2 separate regions of the Mus musculus genome follow, and region 1 is linked to region 2. Evidence: chromatin contacts called from public Hi-C data. All regions are on one chromosome and are shown on one strand. Each heading gives the region's core, a stretch centred on a gene start, on an enhancer-like site or on the middle of the called end of the contact. The rest is flanking DNA. Distances are from core to core; before and after follow the strand shown.

Region 1 (5,688 bases), core at 2,414-4,913, 130 kb after region 2:
AAACCTAGCGGCTGGCCGCTGGCTCGTGCATGCTGTGCAGGGCACTTACCTCTGACAGTTCTCCTTTAAAGCCCTGGTTACAACTAGCTTCCAAGTAATGGCACTTGTGCTTAGCCTCCTGCCGTTTGCCCGCTGTGCCTGCCAGAACAGTAAGCCCATCCATCTAAGGCTGCCTTGCTGGGATACTCTGCCTCACTTGGCCACACAAGAATGAGATTTAATACTTACAGCACTCAAATGCAAATGATTTTTACAAATTTCATCTGGCTGCATTTTGCATTTCAGTTTGAATTCCTTCTCCCCAGCCCTCACTGATTTGTGGGCCCCACCATCACTGCCTTATGCTGCGTCAGTTCAGTACTAGTTTCCTTTCCATTATCTCCCTTAAAAAATACCTAAGAGTCCACCTAAGCAAGACAGCAAAAACATCAAACTTACTTGACATTTCTGACGCAACTGCCGTAGTTCTTTTATAACTGGGGCTAAAGCTGACTTCTTTTCTGATACCAAGGAATTCAGTTTTTTCACCTGTCATTTAAAGCAAAAGACATGTCATTTAAAAAATGAAAAAAAGTGCTGCATACATAAAAATACTACTGCAGTCAAGTAAAGACTTAAAGAAATAAAACTTTTAATTACTTTAGTGCCAAATAGTAGGAAAGAGATTGAATAGATGTTAGTTTCTTTTTTTCTTATTTTTTGGGGGATATAGGGTCTCACTATGTAGCTCTGGCTGTCCTCAAACTCACAGAGATTTGCCTGTCTCTGCTTCCCCAGTGCTAGGATTATAGATGTGTGCCCGAGGTCTGGTTAATAGATGTGAACTCCGTAGCAAAGTGCAGGGCCACTTATTGGTTCTAAATGCCAGTTATCATGACCGCACACCATGCTGAGAAGATGTCTGCAATCTAACACTGAAGCACAAAGCAACTACAAATTACCTGTGTGCCATTATAATGTTATTGTCTATGAGACATGTGCAACTCAGGAGGTCACATAAATGAACACAAATATGCACGGGTGATTTTCAATATATGTAATGTGAATAACCTGACAGAAGAGGGGTCCTGGAGGCCTCCTCTATACTAAACACTAAGTATTTTTAGAAACTAGATTTGGGCGAAATCCAGAAAGTTTGTAGGATACATTCTGGAAAGTCTTTGAGTTTGGGGATGCAACTATCTTTTTTCTTTTTTTTTTTTTTTTTTTTTTTTTTTTTTTTTTGGTTTTTCGAGACAGGGTTTCTCTGTATAGCCCTGGCTGTCCTCGAACTCAGAAATCCTCCTGCCTCTGCCTCCCAAGTGCTGGGATTACTATCTACTAATAAATAAGAAAAGATTTTAATATCATGCTTGATGAAAATGTCCCAGTGTATTTGGGTGATAGCAGCCCCGAATCTAGAATATCAAAGACATACACAAAGATGAAATAATTCTAGTTCTTATTTTTAATATAGATATTTCTTTAATGTTACATCAAGATACAAAATAAGCACTGTTTTAAGCTGAACATTACAATGGAACAACTCCTTGATAAAAAAACACCACATAGATGCAAGAATTCGGGAGAGTGAAGTCTCAAGCAACGGTGTGCTGCTGTCGGTGTGAGTGGAGCCTGAGTCCTGAGGGTGAGTGAGGTAAGGCCTTCTCTAGGCAAATCCTTCCTCTGGCCTGAGTGTGCAAATTGACAATGTGTAGAAAATGTCCACCATAGCTTCCCCCATAGAGTTTACGCCTAACGATTGATACCCTACAGAGACTGCTCCTAAGAAGACTAGCTAAGCCCCCTCCTTGTTCCTCTGTGCATAGTAAACAGCTAAGTGGGTATGCAGCAGCAGCAGCTTCTTAGAGCCTGGATCACCTGATTCCCGCTTTTCTATTTATGTGTCTGTGTGTCTGTCCTTTGTTCCTTCCCTTGCTGCCCCAAGAGGTCAACCCTGATACCATACAAGCATGTATGACAAAAGAATAGAAAGTAAGCATTGTATAGAGATGAATATTTGAATGTTTAACTGAAAATTAAACACACACACACACACACACACACACAGAGTAAGTCAACAAGCAAGCAGTAGAGAGGCTCCATTACCATCTCTGACATGTCATCCAGGGTCCGGCCTTTCATCTCGTCAACCTCACTCTTCAGGGCCGACACTCTCTCAAGCTCCTCTTGGGTGTAACTGTATCCAGATATACCCTTCTTTTCTTCAATAGTTCGCTATAAGAAATGAATAGGCCATGAGTATTGGCATCTTCTTCCCATAAGAAACACTTCCTATTTCTGTTGAAAAGTTGTGAATAACATAAAGTCATTCAGAATCCTAATGGACCATCTGCATTTACTTCAATTATTATCTCATCCAGAAACAGGTCTTTATACACTATAAACCTGTACTCAAAGTTGCCATACTGTCTGGAGATGCAGAGGAAGTACATCCAATTTCAGATCTTCAAATAACGCCACATACTTAGTGTAGGCTATGAAACACACGATGCACCCAATAGCTCTGTAAAGAATGCACACACTCGTAAGTGATAGTGAACTCATCCACTTATCTGCTGCCCCGTATGCACTAGCTTTTCTGAGCACAGTTCTAGCCACTAGTACGCAGGGTGAGCATAATAAAGGAGGGGGTTCTTTCTAAAACTAGCTTATTTCTAGTAGGAAAAATACACAATAAAAAAACAAGTAAGTAGAATACACTCAAGGTGAGAACAGATTTGCTGCAGAAAGTATATGACATCTGAGCAAAGCTCTGCTGGGCGTATGGAAGTGGGACCCAGCAATGGAGTAGCAACCTTAGACTGGAAGAAAACACACAAGTGCAACATCCTAGACAAGTGGAACAATGTGTGTGTGGGTGCACACGTGTTTGAGGCTGCACATGTGTGCAGAGGCAGACCCCCGTGTCTTCGCAGTCACTCCCTCCCATGTTTTTTGAGACAGTGTCTGGAGCTCACTGAGTCTCTGCATCGGGGGCCAGGCTTATACTGGTGTGCTTCTCTGTGCTATGGTGTTAAGGACTGAGCTCAGGCCCTCCTTACTACATGGCAAGCACGGACTGAGCCAGCTCCTAATGCTATTAAAAATGTTTCAGGGAAGAGAGAATGGGCAGCTACTTTAAATGCTGCTAAAAGGCTGAGTAAGAAAAGAACTCAAGCTGGATGGTGGTGTATGCCTTTGATCCCAGCACTCAAAGGCAGAGGCCAGCCTGGTCTACAGAGCAAGTCCTAGGATGGCCCAGGCGACACAGAGAAACCCTGTCTCAAAACACCAGAGGAGGGGAGAGAAGGGCCAGGGGAAGAGAGAGGGAGACAAATACTTAAAATTGAAGGCACTTGTGACCTAATGAGAAGTTTCTGTGCAATGGCAAGTTTTAAAACCTCATTGGAAGCCAGGCATAGTGGCACATGACTGTAATTCCAGCACTCAGAAGACTAAGGCAGGAAGGAGATCATGACTTCAAAGCCAGCTAGGACTACACAGTGAGTTTCAGGGCAGCCGAGCCTACACAGTAAGACCCTATCTCAAAGAAAAATAAAAAGTATCATTGAAGAATATTCCAAAGGGTTGGATTTCTGGGCTACCAATAGGACTAGCATAAAAAGAGAAGAAGGAATCAGGGAGAAGTAGCATACAGTTCTGCAAGCTGCCTCATCTGTGGGCAGCAATCCAAGCCCTCAGCTGGGCACTGAGGAGGAAGACACTAGGACTGAGCGGGACTGGGTGTGACCACTTAAGAGACAGACACAGATTTTAGCATTTCCATGGTACTATGACACAGAGGTAGAACTCAACACCTGTCAACATATAGGTGGCCTGTAAATGCCCCGGCTTCCAGCTAATGCCTCAGAGGGCTGCATCTTAGAGATTATAGGGATAACCTAACAGCCAGACCTAGGCCCAATAGTAACAACCAATTCCGAGGAATAAAGTCTCTGCTTGTGGTATAAGGACTGTCCTTATGAGTAAATAAAAATTAGAAGAATATCAGCTCTAACATTCCCCATCAATTGGATTAAAGAAATCTTCAGGAAAAAAAGTTAAATCTTCCTTTGGAAGGTAATTAATATAGGTAGGGCCACAAGTCTATAATTACACATAATTTCTGACATCCAATAAATATTATGGATAAAGAAACAGAACCAAGTCCCCAAAAAAACAAGAAAAAAAAATAGAGAAGAGAAATGGGTGTCTGTATAAACTTAGTAGACAGGAACTTTGAAACCACGAACTAGGATCTATAAAACAGAATAAACAGGAAACTCAAAGATGGAAAAACAAATTAACTGAGATTAAGAACTTTATAAATGTTTTAAACATGAAACTGGCATACATACATAAACAACACACACACACACACTAATTAATGAACTAGAAGCAGAAAAACAGGCCTAGAAAGATGGCTCAGTTAAGAGCATTTGTTGCTCTTACAGAGGAAGCAGGTTTGGTCCAGCACCCACAAGGCAGCTCACAACCATTTAACTCTAATTCTAAGATTACCTTTCCTGACCTCCGTGAGCACCACGGACACATGGGGCACACACACATTCATGCAGGATATGCTTATACATATAAAAATAAATCAATCTAAGAACAAAAGAAGGTACAAAGGACAAGACAATAAAGCAACCCAAGGTAAATCCCTGCAAGAAACAATACTGAGAAATGAAAACAAACAAAAAAACAAAAAGTGATACACATAATTAATTAAAAAAAACAAAAAAACAGGACGATGAGGTGGCTCAGGGGAAGGACACTTGCTGCAAAGCCTGATGTCGTGAGTCTGATCCCTGGAGCCCATGTGGTGGAAGGAGAGGATAGACTCCTACAGGTCATCCTCTGACATCCACACATGCACGTGAGCACAACACTAAACTAAACAAACAAGTGTAACACCAATAACAGAGGAACAGGGGCAGTGGCAGCTAGAACTAATACAGATGTCACGGGAGTCCAAGTAAGAGGGGGGAGAGACACTGACAACCCATGCAGCCACATGGAATCACAAGTCCACAGCACAAGAGGAAACTGAAAAGCCCCCAATGTTTGATTTTTAAGTCAAGGCTAAGGGATCCAAGTGGAAATTAGAAAATCGTCTAAACAATAATGCAGGTATTATTGTCAGTTTTCAAACTAGTGTTGTCAGGATCCATGTTTGGTTCACAGTAAATTTTAGTCTTAAAATCTCTACAAACAGACTGTTCATTATCACAACACTGAAAAGTTCATATTGTCGAACTGCAACATATGAAATGCCCTTGACCTCAACCAGGATTGCTGTTCACAGCAACGTCCTGATGAAATAGCTTCCCCCATGGGGAAAAGGAGGGAAAATGTCACCCCAAGAGAGCTGCAGGGATCTGGAGCTCAGAGCAGCTCAACAGCAATGCTTCAGCTATCACGTGCCAAGCCTGCAGGCAAACTCCACACAGCACCTTCCCTGGGCATTTCTTTCCAAAGCTCTTAGAGAGCGCATGTGTAAGCCATGATAAATAAATGTTTTATAGTCACTCGCTTGGAATGATAATTTTACTCATATTAACTAGCTAACCAAAAGAAACACCCACTTGGACTTCCAACTTCTATTAATAACTCCAAAGTAGGCACACACATTTTTTAAAAGGCAGTGCTTACTGCTGTATTTTAAAAATAAATGAATCAGCTTATATGACATCTCTGTAATTA
Region 2 (5,630 bases), core at 185-2,684:
TACTGATCTCTGGCTTGTAGCTGTAAGCATAATTTGTAATTGTGATCATGTATACAGACTTTTTTGTTGTTGTTTTGTTTTTTTTTCTAGACAGGGTTTCTCTGTGTAGCCCTGGCTGTCCTGGAACTCACTCTGTAGACCAGGCTGGCCTTGAACTCAGAGATCCACCTGCCTCTGCCTCCCAAGTGCTGGGATTAAAGGTGTGCGCATCACTGCCCGGCTGTATAAAAACTCTTAATTGATAGCCACAGCTGGAGCCTGGGTCCTTTGAAGAGAGACTGCTGTGGGTTTTCACAAGATGATCAGTGGATTCCTGATAAGGAGACTTGGTGAACACAAGTCTCTTTCCAGAGGTTGGGGGTTAGGTAACTGTAGGTCTTAGAGGTGGCATCAAAGGAGGCCTTGGCAAAGTTGCCCAGGGTGGCAGTGCAGCCTCTGGCTGAAGTGTAGCAGTCATCTATACCGGCCAACATCAGTAACTTCTTGGGCACAGGAGCAGAGACAATGCCAGTGCCTCTGGGGGCAGGGATGAGGCGCACCAGCACAGAGCCACAGTACCTGACACACATATTTGGAAGTCATAGAACAATTAGCAAGAGCAGTGTAGGTCTTAGGAAGTACTAGGCTTGCCTGCAAGCACCTTGGACAGCTTTTTTGTTTGTTTTTTAAAGATTTATTATACATAAGTACACTGTAGCTGTCTTCAGACACTCCAGAAGAGGGAGTCAGATCTCGTTCCAATGGTTATGATGGTTATGTGGTTGCTGGGAATTGAACTCAGGACCTTCGAAGAGCAGTCGGTGCTCTTACCTGTTGCGCCATCTCACCAGCCCTAGTTTGTTTTTAAAGACAGTTTGTCGGCTTCCCAAGTGCTAGGATTCAGAAATTCTCTATAGTCTGGTGTTAAGCCTTCTTCAGAGGCTTCTCTCAGAGAACTTGTGGTTTTTTTTTCCCCAGATGCCACAGCTTCTATAGCAAGCGCTACTCTCGGGCCCTGTACTTAGGTGCCAAGGCCATCCAGCTGAACAGCAACAGCGTCCAGGCTCTGTTACTCAAGGGGGCGGCGCTTAGGAACATGGGGAGGGTCCAGGAAGCCATCATACACTTTCGGGAGGCCATCAGGCTTGCGCCTTGTCGCTTGGACTGTTACGAAGGTAAGCCGGGGACCTGCCGATGCGGTGTCGGCCTGACAGCTGCGCCCAGATGGCAGTGGTGTTGGTCAGAGTTTGCTGGTGCTGTGCTGTGTTAGAGGCAGGGCAGCTGGGGAAAGCAGCAGCTGTGACACGGAACTCTGAGTTTCTCCAGCCTGGGCAGCTGAGCTGCTTTTTAAAACAGTTTTTATTGTTAATATTTCTTTTGAGGCTGGATGTCACTGCAGCCCAGCAGAGCTGTGCCAGGTTTAGCGACATTTGGTGACTGAGTCACTGACACTAAAATAGCTCTTCCAAGATCCTGTCCCTCTAGACCTCGTCGTAGGAATTAACAATAAGCTCAGCAGTCTGCCTCGTAACAGGAAGATGAGGTCAAAGTTGAAGAGAAAAATTTGAAGTCAAGAAAAAGAAAAATCTGCTTTTATAGCTAGAGGGCCTTGCTGGGTCATTCTTCACAGCTCCTTAGAACACTAGAGTGAAGGAAGGCGCTGCGGGAGTGGGCGCAGCCTGGGGCAGAGCTCAGGAGGGGCTGGTGAGCCATCCTGCCTGGCATCTCTGCTCTCTGTGTTTCAGGTCTCATAGAGTGTTACTTAGCTTCTAACAGCATCCGAGAAGCAATGGTGATGGCCAACAATGTTTACAAAACTCTGGGTGCAAACGCTCAGACGCTTACGCTGTTAGCCACCGTGTGTCTGGAAGATCCAGTGACCCAGGAGAAAGCCAAAACTCTGTTAGATAAAGCCCTGGCGCAGAGGCCGGACTACGTCAAGGCCGTGGTGAAGAAAGCAGAGCTGCTCAGTGAGTACTACACTTGCATGTTCTGTTGTCCTTCCCCCGCAGCATCCTCCTCTCCCTGAGGCTTACAGATGACCGAGCAGCTCTGAGCCTGCTAAAGTGCTTTACACAGCCAGATGTGGCTTAGACCTGCTTGGGTTGGTTTAAACCAGCTAACACCACTTGGTAGTTGTTGTGTTCATCTCACTTTATTTTTGAACTAGTTTAGTCTGGTCCAGAAGCCTTCGGTCAGTTGACTAGTTCTGAGCCATGGGAATTCTCTGAGTTTTGTTCTTCTTGCTTCTGGCACATTCCTAAGTTTATATGATGCTATGAAGAGGGTATTCTGGCTCGGGATTCTACTGCAGGGCCACTGGCCTTCTTGCTAGCATCCGGAGTCCAGAGGCAGCATGGGCTATCACAGGAGGTGGGGGCGTTTGTTCTGACCCACGGTAATCTCTGTGCTTTCACTGGTTTGGGAATAAAATTGAATTCTTTTTTTTTCTTTTCTATTTTTGTTACGTTTAAGAGTATATATATGCTGGGCAATGGTGGTGCACGCATTCAATCCCAGCCTTTGGGAGGCAGGTAGATCTGTGAATTTGAGGCCAACCTTGTCTACAGAGTGAGTTCCCGGTCAGCCTGTCTGCAAAAGAAAAAATTTTTTTGAAGTTTCAGGGAACAGGTTTAGTGGTTTGGGTAACGATGCCACTAAGACTGACGAGGTCAGTCCTGAGACCTACACGGTAAGACAGGCAGCTCCCACAGATTGCCCTCTGACCATCACCACGTGCTGTGTGTGGCATGCTTGCCCCTCCATATAAGTTAATGTAACACATGGTTTTTAAAGATGCAGTACTCATGCCAATTTCCCAGTGAAATAGAGACCGCATGCACAGGCCCCTTGTAAGCCCTGTAGCGCCTTTGAGGGTATCTCTGAGAAAGTTGTCATGTCACAGTGGGTGTGACTGCACTACTGAGCGTGAAGATTGTCTTTCTCCAGGCAGGGAACAGAAATATGAAGATGGAATTGCTCTGCTGAGAAATGCGCTGGCCAACCAGAGTGACTGTGTCCTGCATCGGATCCTGGGGGACTTCCTAGTAGCTGTGAACGAGTACCAGGAAGCGATGGACCAGTACAGTATAGCACTGAGGTAGGTGCTCGGCCTCCACGGGAGGGAAAGAGAGGAGGCAGGGCCTGTGTGGCAGGTCTGCAAACACGCGTGCCCACAGTTGAAGGCAGGATGAGAATAGTAACGAGAGAAGGTGTTTGTGAATTCATGACTCCTGACATATTTTCCTAAAGCACATTAGCGGAGTTATCCTTCTTCCCCAGCCCACATCCGAGCAGCACCCAGGCTGACTGTACAGCTCTCCTGTGCTTGCCCACACCCCATGGCTTCAGAGGGTTACGTCTAGTGGAGATTTTACAGTCTGCTTTTTAAAATCTATTGCTAAGTATGTTCCTGTGTTTCTGTCTACTATAGTAATTAAAAACTTAAATTCTGAAGTTTGAATACAGCTTTTACCTGTCATCTTGGTCAAAATACTAACCAGTTTCCTTGTCTATACCTTCTTCATTGGACATTAATTAGGGGTATCAAAATTCAGAATGTGCCGGGCAGTGGTGGTGCACGCCTTTAATCCCAGCACTTGAGAGGCAGAGGCAGAGGCAGGCAGGTTTCTGAGTTCGAGGCCAGCCTGGTCTACAGAGTGAGTTCCAGGACAGCCAGGGCTACACAGAGATTTCTGTCTCGAAAAACCAAAAACCAAAAAGATTGAGAAGGTAATAGTGCTTGCCACATAACCCTGGAGACCCAAGTGGATCCCCAGAGCCCCTGTGAAGGTTGCAGGAGAGAACTGACTCCACGGTTTCCCTCTGACCTCGCATGCATGCCATGACTTACACATTACACAGACAAACGTACGTGTGTGCGTGCACATGCGCTAATAGCAATACAGTTAAGTTTTAATGTTAATTTTTAAAGAATTGTTTATTTTTTCATATATGAATATACTGTAGCTATCTTCAGACACCCCAGAAGAGGGCGTCAGATCCCATTACAGATGGTTGTGAGCCACCATGTGGTTGCTGGGAATTGAACTCAGGACCTCTGGGAGAGCAGTCAGCACTCTTAACTGCTGAGCCATGTCTCCAGCCCAATAAATTTAATTTTTAAGATAAATAAATGGTTGGACGAGGATCCAGCGTATTCAGTAGGAAGCTTTTGGTGCTGGACCTGGTATGCAGTAGGTAATAAGTAGAGGGATTGGTGTGGCTTAGTTAGAAGTGATTCTCTGAGACTTGCGAGTGTGTCTTAGGCAAGGAGTTGTCCTCATCAGGTGTCGCGTGCGTCCGTTCTCTTGTCCAGGAGATAGCTGAGGCAGTGCTTTTGAGCACTCAGTACTCAGAACCTCCAAGCAGTCTGCAGGGCCGGGCTACAGGGTGGAAGCCTCTGTGTAGGCAGAGTTTTGTGGAAGGTTTGGGTAAAGAAGAGATGTCACAGACTCCACTGTGTCTGTGCATAGGACAGGATGCAGCATGGCCTGGCACGAGAAACCAGGCAGCAAGTTTCCTGAGGGACGCTTGCTGACCCGACTGCCTGGGCAGAGGGAGAGGCTGTGATCCTGAAGTTGCTTCAGTGGCGCGGAGCTCCTGCCCGGCGTGGGCGAGGCCTGAGCATTCCTTTCCAGGACCTTGTTTTCCCTTTTAAAGATTTCTTAGGAGCCAAATCAGTGAGGATTCTGGGACGCTGGGCTTTGTGGGGTTGCTACTAATGAGGATGCTTTGGTCCTGGCTCTGTCCTCAGGACTTAGAATCTGTCCTGTGTACCTGTGTACAGGACTGATGGCTGTAGTTACCCACAGTTCATGGTAGAATGTGAAACAGTGTCACACCCGGAAGAACAGCTTGCCTGAGGCAGGCTGCATGTATTCATCATGTACCTGAGGCTGGCCTTGGTGTTCTGATCCTGGTTCCCTCCTGCATGTGCTGGGCTGTGTTCTGTGCCTGGCTGTGAGCACCAGGCCTCCTGTTAGTCCCTCTACTCTTTCCTGACTGGCCACTGCCTCCAGCAGAGTGCTAGTGAAGTTAGAATCTTTAATTGCCATTTTTTAAATGAATTGTTTATTAAAATACATTTTATGTAGATGAGTGTTTTGCCTGCATGTATGTCTGTGAATCATGTGTGTGCCTGGTGCCCAGAGAGGCCAGAGGAGGGCATCAGATACTTGGGAACTGGAGTCACAGGCAGTCATGAGTCACCATATGGGTACTGGGAACTGAACCCAGCAACAAATGCTCTTAATCACTGAGCCACCTCTCCGGCCCCTTCATTTAAAAATTGTAAAACGTAGAACAATGTCCCGTTTCGTCTCTGATGGACTCCCTGGATCCAGCCATGGACGCCACAGTTTGCAGCATCTCTGACCTAGTCATCTCACTGCTGAACCAGCGCAGTGACAGTCCCAAGAAACAGGGCAGGCTCAGCCTCTCCTCTGTTTTGTTGTTCCTTAGTTTGGACCCCAATGACCAGAAGTCTCTCGAGGGGATGCAGAAGATGGAGAAGGAGGAGAGTCCCACGGATGCCACTCAGGAGGAAGATGTGGACGACATGGAGGGGAGTGGGGAAGAAGGGGACCTGGAGGGCAGCGACAGTGAGGCAGCCCAGTGGGCAGACCAGGAGCAGTGGTTCGGCATGCAGT

The links. A called contact is a pair of places that touch in the nucleus more often than the background predicts.
Region 1: a contact with region 2 is called in a Hi-C map of bone marrow-derived macrophages, with 30 read pairs. The contact joins two enhancer-like sites. A contact is called at or near these places in 3 of 484 Hi-C or Micro-C datasets (bone marrow-derived macrophages, colorectal tumor organoids and nephron progenitors) and 3 of 9 other capture datasets (adipose tissue, liver and pancreatic islet).

What each region holds. Positions count from the first base shown.
Region 1 is chr5:122,566,823-122,572,510 of GRCm38.p6, forward strand. It overlaps Ift81 (intraflagellar transport 81), which reads right to left. Exons shown (of 19, transcript NM_009879.4): 13 at 2,089-2,217; 14 at 439-528. Among named protein-coding and RNA genes, the nearest start is that of Ift81, 45 kb to the right of the region's middle. Within about 2 kb of position 3,664, at least 5 of the 459 cell types and tissues checked have an H3K27ac peak or open chromatin away from gene starts, as enhancers often do. A contact at or near this core is called in bone marrow-derived macrophages, where this site is marked.
Region 2 is chr5:122,438,362-122,443,991 of GRCm38.p6, forward strand. Anapc7 (anaphase promoting complex subunit 7) reads left to right here. Exons shown (of 11, transcript NM_019805.4): 8 at 958-1,154; 9 at 1,725-1,949; 10 at 2,929-3,079; 11 at 5,443-5,630. Among named protein-coding and RNA genes, the nearest start is that of Anapc7, 19 kb to the left of the region's middle. Within about 2 kb of position 1,435, at least 21 of the 459 cell types and tissues checked have an H3K27ac peak or open chromatin away from gene starts, as enhancers often do. A contact at or near this core is called in bone marrow-derived macrophages, where this site is marked.